Linked DNA regions of Mus musculus: regions 1 and 2 are each linked to region 3. The links are chromatin contacts, called in public ChIA-PET and HiChIP or PLAC-seq maps. All regions are on one chromosome and are shown on one strand. Each heading gives the region's core, a stretch centred on a gene start, on an enhancer-like site or on the middle of the called end of the contact. The rest is flanking DNA. Distances are from core to core; before and after follow the strand shown.

The links. ChIA-PET counts read pairs in DNA pulled down with a chosen protein or histone mark. HiChIP or PLAC-seq counts read pairs in DNA pulled down with a chosen protein or histone mark.
Region 1: an RNA polymerase II ChIA-PET map of effector CD8 T cells shows a contact between it and region 3, with 29 read pairs. The contact joins the enhancer-like site here to the promoter of Higd1a in region 3. A contact is called at or near these places in 2 of 39 promoter capture datasets (the C10 cell line and pre-B cells), 2 of 484 Hi-C or Micro-C datasets (CD4 T cells and regulatory T cells), 3 of 115 datasets of contacts at active chromatin or transcription factors (effector CD8 T cells, pro-B cells and thymic regulatory T cells) and 3 of 9 other capture datasets (adipose tissue, liver and pancreatic islet).
Region 2: a contact with region 3 is called in an H3K27ac HiChIP or PLAC-seq map of embryonic stem cells, with 2.2 times the contacts expected there. The contact joins the enhancer-like site here to the promoter of Higd1a in region 3. A contact is called at or near these places in 12 of 39 promoter capture datasets (the 3T3-L1 cell line, 3T3-L1-derived adipocytes, the C10 cell line and 7 more), 3 of 15 datasets of contacts at CTCF or cohesin (the G1E-ER4 cell line, large pre-B cells and pro-B cells), 10 of 484 Hi-C or Micro-C datasets (the 3T3-L1 cell line, the C10 cell line, the N1E-115 cell line and 5 more), 9 of 115 datasets of contacts at active chromatin or transcription factors (the 230-238 cell line, T-cell acute lymphoblastic leukemia, embryonic stem cells and 3 more) and 1 of 9 other capture datasets (embryonic stem cells).

What each region holds. Positions count from the first base shown.
Region 1 is chr9:121,673,504-121,676,924 of GRCm38.p6, reverse strand. No RefSeq gene overlaps it. Among named protein-coding and RNA genes, the nearest start is that of Sec22c, 30 kb to the left of the region's middle. Within about 2 kb of position 1,749, at least 84 of the 459 cell types and tissues checked have an H3K27ac peak or open chromatin away from gene starts, as enhancers often do. A contact at or near this core is called in effector CD8 T cells, pre-B cells, pro-B cells and 2 more, where this site is marked.
Region 2 is chr9:122,016,686-122,020,231 of GRCm38.p6, reverse strand. No RefSeq gene overlaps it. Among named protein-coding and RNA genes, the nearest start is that of Pomgnt2, 22 kb to the right of the region's middle. Within about 2 kb of position 1,356, at least 82 of the 459 cell types and tissues checked have an H3K27ac peak or open chromatin away from gene starts, as enhancers often do. A contact at or near this core is called in 3T3-L1-derived adipocytes, the N1E-115 cell line and neural stem cells, where this site is marked.
Region 3 is chr9:121,856,345-121,859,750 of GRCm38.p6, reverse strand. Higd1a (HIG1 domain family, member 1A) reads left to right here and starts at 1,955. Exons shown (of 4, transcript NM_019814.5): 1 at 1,955-2,239. It overlaps Gm47112 (predicted gene, 47112), which reads right to left and starts at 2,004. Exons shown (of 1, transcript NR_168944.1): 1 at 543-2,004.

The sequences.
Region 1 (3,421 bases), core at 500-2,999, 180 kb after region 3:
TGTAGTTACACGCCTTTGGGTAGATCTGTGAGGACGTTTCCAGACAGGATTAACTGAGAATGGAAAGCCCACGCAAGTCCTTTGAGTGTGGATTCCTCCATCCCATGGGCTGGGGTCTCAGGCTGAGTAAAGAGGAGAAAGCAAGCTGGGCACCAGCATCCATCTCTACGCATGTCACCAGCTGCATCGCATGCATCCTTCCCTGACTTCACTGTCATCATGAACGATGTCCCCTAACACCATGACGCTGCTGAATGTATGTGAAAGCATGGCATGACAGAGTCAGAGCTGGGATTCTAAATCCTCAATCTTGAAAGCCACTGCCCTTTTCTGTCCCCAGGGAAAGGTAGGAAGGGGGACTTCTATCTCCAGAAGACGTGGGGAAAAGATGGTGCAGAACTGCCGGGAAGGAAAGAGGGAACTCCGACACAGGCCACCCTGTCTCATGACCTGGAACATCTTGAGGGGGGAACTGAAAACCAATAAAGAGGAGTATTGCCCCCTCCCCACCCCATCCCCCGCTCCCCATCAAAACAAGAGCCCCTCCTCCAGCCCAGCAGCCTCCAGGGACAAAGGAAGCTACAGATTGAATAGAAGAGGATTTGAGTGAAGGTAAGTTTGGTGCACCACAGAAAGCCTAGCTCTTGGGAAGCTGGGCATGATGATTCAAGGTCAAGGCTAACCTTGGCTGCCTAGTCAGATCCCCTTTCCAAAAAGTTCATATTAAGATTTTGTAAATGGTGGGAGGAGGCAGCTCAGTTGGTAGACATGTTTGCCTAGCATGCCTGAAGCCCTGAGTTTGATTCCCACCACAGCATACACAGGGCGTGGTGGTGCACACCTGTTATATTAGTTAGCACCCTGGAGATAGAAGCAGGAGGTTCAAGGTCGACCTCATACGTAGTGAGTTCAAGGCCAGCCTGGGTTACATAAGATCTTTCTGATCCCCACCCCCCGTCCCCTTAAAAAGAGAGAAAAGGAGGAAAAGCCTGGCTCCATGAACATCATCTGGCCCATCAGCCCCCAGAGGAGCCCCAGAGGAGCCCCAGAGGCCTGGAGCCTCCAGACAGCCACAGCGCATGAGCAAACTGGGTCTTGTAGGTTCATGCAGGAGCTACCTGGTGCATGGTGGGGTCCACTCTAGAAGCTGTGGTAAAACAGCTCACACCTGGTTATAGAAAGAGGCAAGGCCGAGACTGAGGGGAACTGGAGTTCCCCAGAGGAGGTGGCTCAGCCAGAGCCTGTCAAAAGAACAGGCTGTGATTAATGGCCACAATTTGGGGGGGGGGTTGCTTTTTTTTTTTTTTTTTTTTGAGACAGGGTTTCTCTGTGTAGCCCTGGCTGTCCTGGAACTCACTCTGTATGTAGACCAGGCTGGCCTCGAACTCAGAAATCCGCCTGCCTCTGCCTCCCAGGGGCTGGGATTAAAGGCGTGCGCCACCACTGCCCTGCTTACGGCCACAATCTTGTATACAAAGGCTGGTGAATGCCCTCAAAGACCCCTTACTCAGTGCCAGGTTCTTTTCTGTTTAGACAGACACCTCAACGGGCTCTGCCTCGTGTCCACCTACCCACCTCTTCCTTCAGTTTCCACAGCAATGCCATGTGGAGAGCATCAGGCGCCAGGAGGGACCCGCCAGCCTCTTGTGCAGGCGGTGCTCGCTTGACCATGAACTGTCCTCCAGAGCCTTGTGCATTTGAGCACTTTGTCCCCAGCTGATGACACTGTTTGGAAGGTGTTTAAGAAGTAGGGCCTCTTGGGAGGAAGTGGGTCACAGGGGGTGACACTTGTGGGTTGAAACCTTGCACCACTTCCTGTCATCTCTTTGCTTCCTCGTGATTAACAACCAACTGCCTCCCGCTCCAGTCCTCATGCCTTCCCGGATGTGATAAACTCTATTTCTTATTTTAAAAATATATTTTTTAAAAGATTTATTTATTTTTATTTATATGAGTACACTGTTGCTGTCTTCAGACACACCAGAAGAGGACATTGGATCCCATTTCAGATGGTTGTGAGCCACCATGTGGTTGCTGGGGATTGAACTCAGGACCTCTGGAAGAGCAGTCAGTGCTCTTAACCTCTGAGCCATCTCTCCAGCCCCTTAAAAATATTTTTACGTGATTTAGTTATGTATATGTGTGTCTAAGTGAATCCCACGTGTGCGTAGATACCTGCGGAGACCAGAAAAGGGCATCAAATCTCCTTAGAACTGGACTTACAGGCAGCTGTGAGCAGCCTGTGTGAGTGCTGGGGACTGAACGCAGGACCTCTTCTGAGCAAGTGTTCTTAACTGCTGAGCTGTCTGTCTCTCCAGCCTCCTCTCCTCCCTTCTAAAACATCAAGCCAGGCTCTCTCCCTCGTTAAGTTACTTTGGTCATCTGTTTTACTGCAGCAACAGTGGAGTAATTAATCGAACCTTGGGCAACGGCAAAGACAGTCATGGCTGACACTTCTTTTCTGCCCCTCAGGCATGCTCTGCCAGCTCCTCAGAATCCCAGTCGCTCTATGGGTGGCCGGCTCCGTTAGTCTTTCTCCACTTCCAACCTTCGCTCCTGCTTCCTGGCCATAGACCTTCCTCACTTCCCTGTGGAGTATGTGTACTGTAAAGCCACCACACTGCGGCATCCTGCCTTTTCTCCAGACCCCTCTGTGGTCCTGTGTGCGGTCAGGTCTGGAAGGCTCCAGGAACGCCTCCCAGATTCTGCATCCTGGATTCTCCTAGAGAGAAGCTTTGGCGATGACTGGATGGCCCCAGGAAGGGGAAGACAGTTCTTGCTGCTGTATGGTGGCCACTGGCAGGCTCTGGCTGGTCACAGAGCTTTCTTGCTACTAGTTTAATAGATGAGCAACAGGGAAATTGGAAGGGATTTTCTGGGGTTGGGGGCGCCGTCCACAAGTCTAGAAGTGTTCCCTGACCTGCCCCCAACCATTGCCTCTCATTCTGCATAAAATGCCCAAAGCCTGTCCCCGCCCTGAGCCATGGCTGGCTCCGTGTCTTCAGCTCTAAGGCACATAAACCAAGCAACTCAAGTGAAGGCAGCCAAAGACCACACATGTCCCCAGAGAGCCACAAAAGGAGACCGAGCTAGATTTAAAAAATGAATCAACTTGCTTTATGGAAGCTTGTCTGTCCTAGTTTGCTTTCTGTGGTTGTGACAAAACACTTTACCCAAATCAAATCAACACTTTAAAATGTATCACTGAGGGAATCGGAGGCAGGAACTGAAACAGAGACCATGGAGGAATGATGTCACTGGCTTGCTCCTGCCTCTGCTCAGCTAGCTTCTGTACACAACCTAGGCCCACAGGCCCAGGGGTGACCATGGGTGGACTAGATCCTCCTCCATCAAAACAATGCCCCCACAGGCATGCATGCTCGACGGCAATCTGATGGAGGCAGTTCTAATCTGATGGAGG
Region 2 (3,546 bases), core at 107-2,606, 160 kb before region 3:
CACAGACACACTCATACTCACACACAAATACACACACTCACATTCACACTCTTATACACACTCATATACACATACACACATTCATTCACACACACACTCTTTCTCTCTCTCTCTCTTTCTTACACACACACAGACACACACACACACACACTCACATACAGAGGCATGGCACCTTTCTGCAAATCATGACTTTTTAGATCCCCAGATGATGTCAAAGCTTTTTCTTCATCATAAATTTTTGGCCAACCTTGTTTGTATCAATGTTTTCCCATGTAACTTTATAAATATTATTTCTAATAATGTTATTAGATTTTTATATTAAATTTTAATTTGTATGTGTTTTGCCCATGTGTATGTATGTGCGCTGCTGTCATGCCTGGTCCACGCACAGGTCAGGAGAGGACAATGGGTCCCCAGACCTTGAGTTGAGATGGTTATGAATCCCCATGGTGCTTTCTGACACTCGGAACCCAGTCAGGTTCCGCACCAACACAGATGTTGGCTCTCTGCTCTCAGCGTCTTCCTTCTATCGTGAGGGGCTTCCATCCACCTCTGTAACTCTGTTTAAAATAAAGGATATGCCAAAGTGTCTGCAAATGTGTTCTTATTTAAAACCAAGCAGAGATGACTTTGATGTGTTTGACGCTGACGGCTCAAAGTGAGCCTGCTTTGCTCTCTCTTTTGGTTGATGAGACAGATCCCCTTTCTCTTCCTCGCACTATACCGGCTCTTGCTGCAAGAAGGAATTCACACAAAACATCTCAACCTGGCTTTCTTCTGATACTCACGGAGGCATCGCAGGCTGACACTTGCCCTTCTCCTCTGTGATTCTAAGACCTGGGGTCAGTGAGTGACTGTGCATGGAGAAACACCTACAGATAGACTCGGGTGGGACCCATGGAGGTGTCATTTTAACAGTACAAAAGAGCCAAGGTTCTCTTCCTCAGTGCAGCCCTTCTCAGACCACACACAGCAGGAGAGCCAGATGCCGCACCTCTGCCAAGTCTCCACGCTGCTTGGCAAGGAGCGTGGCCAGCAGCCAATGGGGCAAGGGGCAGAGGGGAGAACATTCTGAGTCGGCTTTACAGAGTCACAGTTTCAACTTAGTCAAAAGTGGACTCTTTAATAATATAGAGCCTTTAAGCAGCCAAAGGCTTAAAGTCTAGCATAAAGCAGATTCTCACAGCTGGAAGGTAAATCCCCAGAAGACAGCCCTCACCATGGAAACGCTGACACAGCCTTCCAGTCCCTCTCGGGAATTAAACCCCTCATTTCAATGTTTTTCTTTATTTTGAGCTGGAATCACATACAAGTCTAGGAATGCAACTCGTTCTGATAGGAAACTAAATGCTGCCCCCTGTCAGGACCCAGAGGGAAGTGTCCTCTCACTACAATAGTGCACAGTCAGGTTTAGACAATCATGGACCCAGGAAAGAAAATCCTGCAAGGTTTTTCCCTGGGAAAAATGAAGAAGGGAAGGGAAAGGAAGGGAGAGGAGGGGGAGGGAGGGGAGGGAAAGAGAGGAGAAGGGGAAGGGGAAGAGAGAAAGGGAAGGGGAGGGGAGGGAAGAGAAAGGGGGAAGGAAGGGAGAGAAGGAAGGGGAGGAGAGGGAGAGAAAAAGAAGAAAAGGGAAGGGAAGGGAGGGGAGGGGAGGGGAGAGGAGAGAAGGAAAAGAAGAAGGGAACCGGAGGGGAAAAAAAGGAAGAAGAGGGGAGACATGATATTAAAAGAACAGCCACTGTGAGCAACTGGGGCTGAGTCCTTGGAGGAATTCTGGAAGCAGCGTAGGCTCCTTCCATAAAAACCCCACAAGAGGAGTTTCCAGAGTATGCTTTGCTGAGAAGCAGCCCAGAGAGTGAAACTCAGAACAGAGGTTAGAGGTTAGAGGTTAGAGGTTAGAGGTTAGAGGTTAGAGGTTAGAGGTTAGAGGTTAGAGGTTAGAGGGGAGGCTGGTAATGTCACCCAAAGGTCAGAGGACACAGCAACAGAAGGGCTCTGGGCAGGGAAGGGATCCAGCTGACTTTGCTGAGGTCGTCTTAAGCTCCTCTTGTCAAGCACCCAGCATCCCACAGCTCTTGCCTGGTATTGGTTCTTTCCCGACTTACCTTCGTGAATCTTAATACGCTGTTATTTGTGATGGAAGAGCATAGCATGTAAAAGAATCAGAAAGCTTATGTCCTAGTTTGCTTTCTGTGGCTGTTATAAAACACTGACCAAAATCAACTTGATTTTGGAAAGAAACTTGAAAAGGAGAGAAAAATGTTTATTCCATCTTACAATCCCAGCTAACGTGTCATCAGGAAGCCAGGCGCTCAGGGCAGGACCTGAAGCGGAGACCACAGGGGATGCTGTGTACTGACTTCCTCCATAAGCTCATGAAGATTTGAGCTCTCAGTGGCCTCCCCTAGCCCAAGGCTCTGAAATGGCCTATCACGACGATACCCCACTCTCTGATACCAATTTCTGTCCCAGTTTGCTTTTTGTTGCTGGGATAAAATATGGATAAAAAGTAAACAGGAGGGAAAAGGGTTTGTTTGCCTTACAGGTTATATCCAGTCCACCAGACCAGGGAAGAAATTGAAGCAGGGCCCATGGAGAAATGATTGCTTACTGGCTTGCTCTCTATGGATTTCTCGGCTGCTTTTCACACAGCCCAGACCTAACTGCATAGGGATGGCACTGCCCACTGTGCTGGACCCTCTCACCCCAACTAGCAATCAAGAAATTGCCCACAGACAAGCCAAAGGCACCTGCCTTTGATGGAGGCAATTCCTCAACAAAGTTCCTTCTTCCCAGGTGACTCTAGTTTGTGTCAAGTTGTCAAAAATTAACTAGTGCAACCTCAAATAAGCAGAAAGCCCGTGCAACCTCAAACAAGCAGAGAAGGAAGCAGAGTCCCAGAGGCACAACTCCTGTGCCTTTGGTCCTGTGTGTGCCATCCCTTTGTAAGGACTTCATGATCAGGGTCAACCTATGTTTCCTGAACGGCACTGTTCTGTGACTCCTCATTCTAAGTAGCAGGTTTTATAAACACACACACACACACACACACACACACACACACACACACACACTTTATCTAACAAAGGCCAAAGAATCTTGAATTATTTCCAAACCTTCTCTAGCATCTGTTGGACATTTACAGGGAGTGGCAGGCCATGACAGTAAGTAAATTGGTGAGGAGAGGGGAAAAAATTAAACTTGGAAAATACTTGTTATTTTTAAAAATATGAGGACTAAATAATCCCAAAAGTCAGAGAGTTTTACTTTGAAGGTGAGCCTAGAAGTGGCATTAATATTCCTGTGGGCACTGGCAAAGCAAATGCACAAAGGTGAGAGGGTTTGTTTTGTTTGTTTGTTTGTTTGAATCTGATTGCTTTTGAGATGGTTCTGACTATGAGCCCAGACTGGATTGGACTCATAACCCTCCTGCCTCCACCTCCTGAGTATGGGATTATAGGTGCGAGTCAAATATTTTTTTTAACATCCCCTCTCCTCTTGCAAATCTGGGCACAAAGCAGAGTAGAGGATTCTGTGTCTTGTGTA
Region 3 (3,406 bases), core at 706-3,205:
ACCAAGTTCTGGGGCTGTAAGTGTCACTACGCCCAGCACTACCTCTTGTCCTATGACTCAGGTGAGGAAGTTCCATCATTCTTTGGTCTAGTGTGTTTGCTAAGCTTGTGGGCCTGGTTTCTCTGATATGGTTTTGGTATGTCCAAGTGTTCTGATTTAATCTGATGACTTCATAAGACGGTGCTTTTTCATTGGTGTATATACATCCATGTCTTGTGGTCTGTGCAGCACAGTTGAATGTTCTTTGTGATAAGCTGTATGTCCAACATCTGGTGGTTATCTACTTACCCAGGTAAGCATCCTGCCTTAGCAAGAGATTTTAGAAATTGAACAAAGTGTTGGTGTAGAAAACAGTTACTCCAGGCAAGGCTCAGTCAGCCTCAGCAGAAACTCAGAGCAGGGCACTGCCGATCTCCTATGGAACATGCTTTCTCTAGTCAGGTCTTTCTTCGTTTACCACCACTGACTCCTGCTCAGCAAAGCTGTGTTTAGCACACCCATACAAAGAACATACTTTCAAAGACACAAAGCTGCCACATATCCAAGGTATGGAAAGCTTTATTTCATTTTTGTTCTTTGAACCAGGGCTTCTCTGTGTAGTCCTGGCTGTCCTGGAACTTGTACTGTAGACAAGGAAGGACTTGAACTCTGAGATCCACCTGCCTCCCTCCTAAATACTAGGATTAAAGGTGTGCACCACCATAAAAGTTTTATTTTAAAAATATGTGTATCTTGCCTGCATGTATACATGTATGTGCATCATATATACATGCCTGGTGCCTGAAGCAGTCAAAAGAGGGTTTGAGTTCCACTGAGTTGGGATGGTTGGGAGCCTCACGTTGAGTGTCAGGAACTGAACCTGGATCCTCTTGTAAGAAGAGTAACAAGTGCCTTTAAATCACTGGGACAACTCTCCAGCCACAGGCATAGAGTTTTATCATGTATAACATGGAATGTTTCCTACATATGACTTAACTCAAATAATTTTTAACCTGTGTTTGATCCTTGGAACCTGTGGGCAAAGGAAACAACAGGTCCCTTCATGTTGTCCTCTGCTCTCCACACATTTGCCATAGCACATGTGCCCCTCCCCACAATAAATAAAATGGTAATACAAAATTTTAATATTCAGTCATGACACCTGTTATGTAGTTATTGGAAGGTGGCTCATAAGACTACACCAGCCTTCAGGAAATTCAAGAAACGTATTGAGGGCCCAACAAGATGGTTCACTGGGTAAAGGCCACCAAATCCCACAATCAGAGTTCTAGCCCCAGGGTCCAGACATTAGGAGGTGACTGGTGAAGGTTGTCCTCTGACCTCAGCAAATGTTCACACAAGTAAATGTAATAAAATTAGTTTACAAAGAAAAGAAACATTGAGGTATGGGGAAGTTAGAAAGTTAGCCGATTCACTGTGGTTCCTCTTGCCAGTTTATATAATCGGTGCACAAAGGGGGAAGAAGCCCTCTGCAGAGCTGCCTCTGGCGGGGCAAGGGGTGGGCAGGGTAGACAAGACGGAATCCTTTCTCTTGTCCGTGGTTGGTGCTCTATTCGGGGTGAGGAGACAATTGTTCCTCTCCCTGAAGTCACTCAAAGTTGAGTACCTACCAGTAGCCTACCTCTCTCAGAGGCCGCCATGTTCTGCTACGCTGAGAGTCTTGGACAGACACGTCCCATAGTGGGGCTGTCGGTGTCTGCCATCCCCGGAGCCCACACGAAGCCCCGCCCCGGAAGCTGCCTGCCCCATCAGACTCCTCCCCAGGCATGTGTGAGGTCACTGCTCTCCGGCCACCACCAGCTCCGGGGAGGGACCCAAAGGCGCCCCGACGGCGCATGCTCCCGCTCGGGCGGGCCGCTCGGCTCACCTAAGCCGGTCTAGCCTGCGTGCGTGGCGTTCGCGGAGCCCAGCGAACCGGTCGCGAGAACCTCGAGGCAATTGGGGTTGGGAGGCAGCGGCCGCCAGGCGGCACCGCGCCAGCACTGCCGCCCAGGCCTCACGTCTGACACGAACAGCGCGCGCCGCCACGAACCGGGCCGGCCCCCCAGCCAATGGGCGCCGCGCTACAAGTGACCACGCCCACCGCCCCTCGCACGTAAAGGGAGTCTCTGGCCCGGCCTCGCCGGCTGCTGGCTTCTGATTGGCTGGGGCGAGCAGTGGCCGCAGCAGGCGAAGCCGGTGTTCTCGCACTCGGGTGGCGGCCAGAAACCGGCAGGACTGGAAGGGACCCCGCGTCTCGGTGAGTGAAGCGGGAGCCGGGCGGGAGGCGAGGGCTGCGGGGCGGGGGGTCCCTCGGGTGGGCGGAGGACTTGGGGTCCCCGTCGGCCAGTGCATGTGGAGCCGGAGGAAGGAGGCCGGAGCTTCTGGAGCGGATCGTGGCCGAGGGAACGAGAGTCGCGGAGGAGGCAACGATGGCAAACGGGGACCGGGCTGGTGCCAGCTTCGGGGATCCCGGGAGCAGTGGGAGGAGAGGGAGAGGGAGCGCGATCGCACGGGTCTAGGAGTCTGGACAAGGTCACAAGAAGGTGGGAGGTGAGGCAGGGCGCAGCGCTCGGGCACCTCGGCCTGGCCTTCCCGGGCGCCACCCGGGGTTTGCGCAGACCTTACGTGACCCTGTGTCACCGGATGGAGGAGGGAAGGCTGTGGCGGAATGCGAATGCCCCTGACAAGGGAACGGGGTGCAGAGATCACAAAAGCACGACTAAGGTTCAGGTGTGCCAGCCGTCCGGGTGACTCGATTCTGTTCTCTGCTTCCCTCGTTTATTCCTGGGGTGGAAAGCAGTCCTCTCTTTGAGGGGGTGATCCCTACCCGGGAATCTGCTTCCCGGACTACTGAGGCCCCCTGCAAATTGACAGTTTGGATGCAAATTCTTGACAGGTTCAAAAGGTTCTCGGTGCTCCTGGAATGTGCTAGAAGGTCTTCTCTGCACAGTATAACTTGAAAGGGCTTCTTAAGATACAAATCCTAGTGTTGTGCCCCTGGCCGTTTGAATCACAATCTCAGAGAAGCCATTTTGCACAAGCTGACAGGTAACTTAGGCAAAATCAGAATTTAAAATTTACTATTTTAGGTAATAGTTCTTAGGACCAAAGGGACATGCTGGGAAGAGTCTTCAGCTGTTATATCACCTGATGCCCAACCATTTTCTTATTTACCTCTTCTAGGTTGCCATGCCTTTGGAAAAGTGTGTCAGTAGTTATGCCTGGCCTTACAGAATAATGTGCTCAGCAAACTAAGTTTGAATATCTGGTTATTGCTGACTTAAAAATAAAAATATGTTCTACTTTCTGACAGATATAGGTCAGTCATTGGGTGAGTGAGATAATAAAAAAAAATCTAGTGGGAAAAAATCTTTTTAACTTGGAATTGAAATTGTTAGATAATTTAACTGAAGAGAGAATAGCC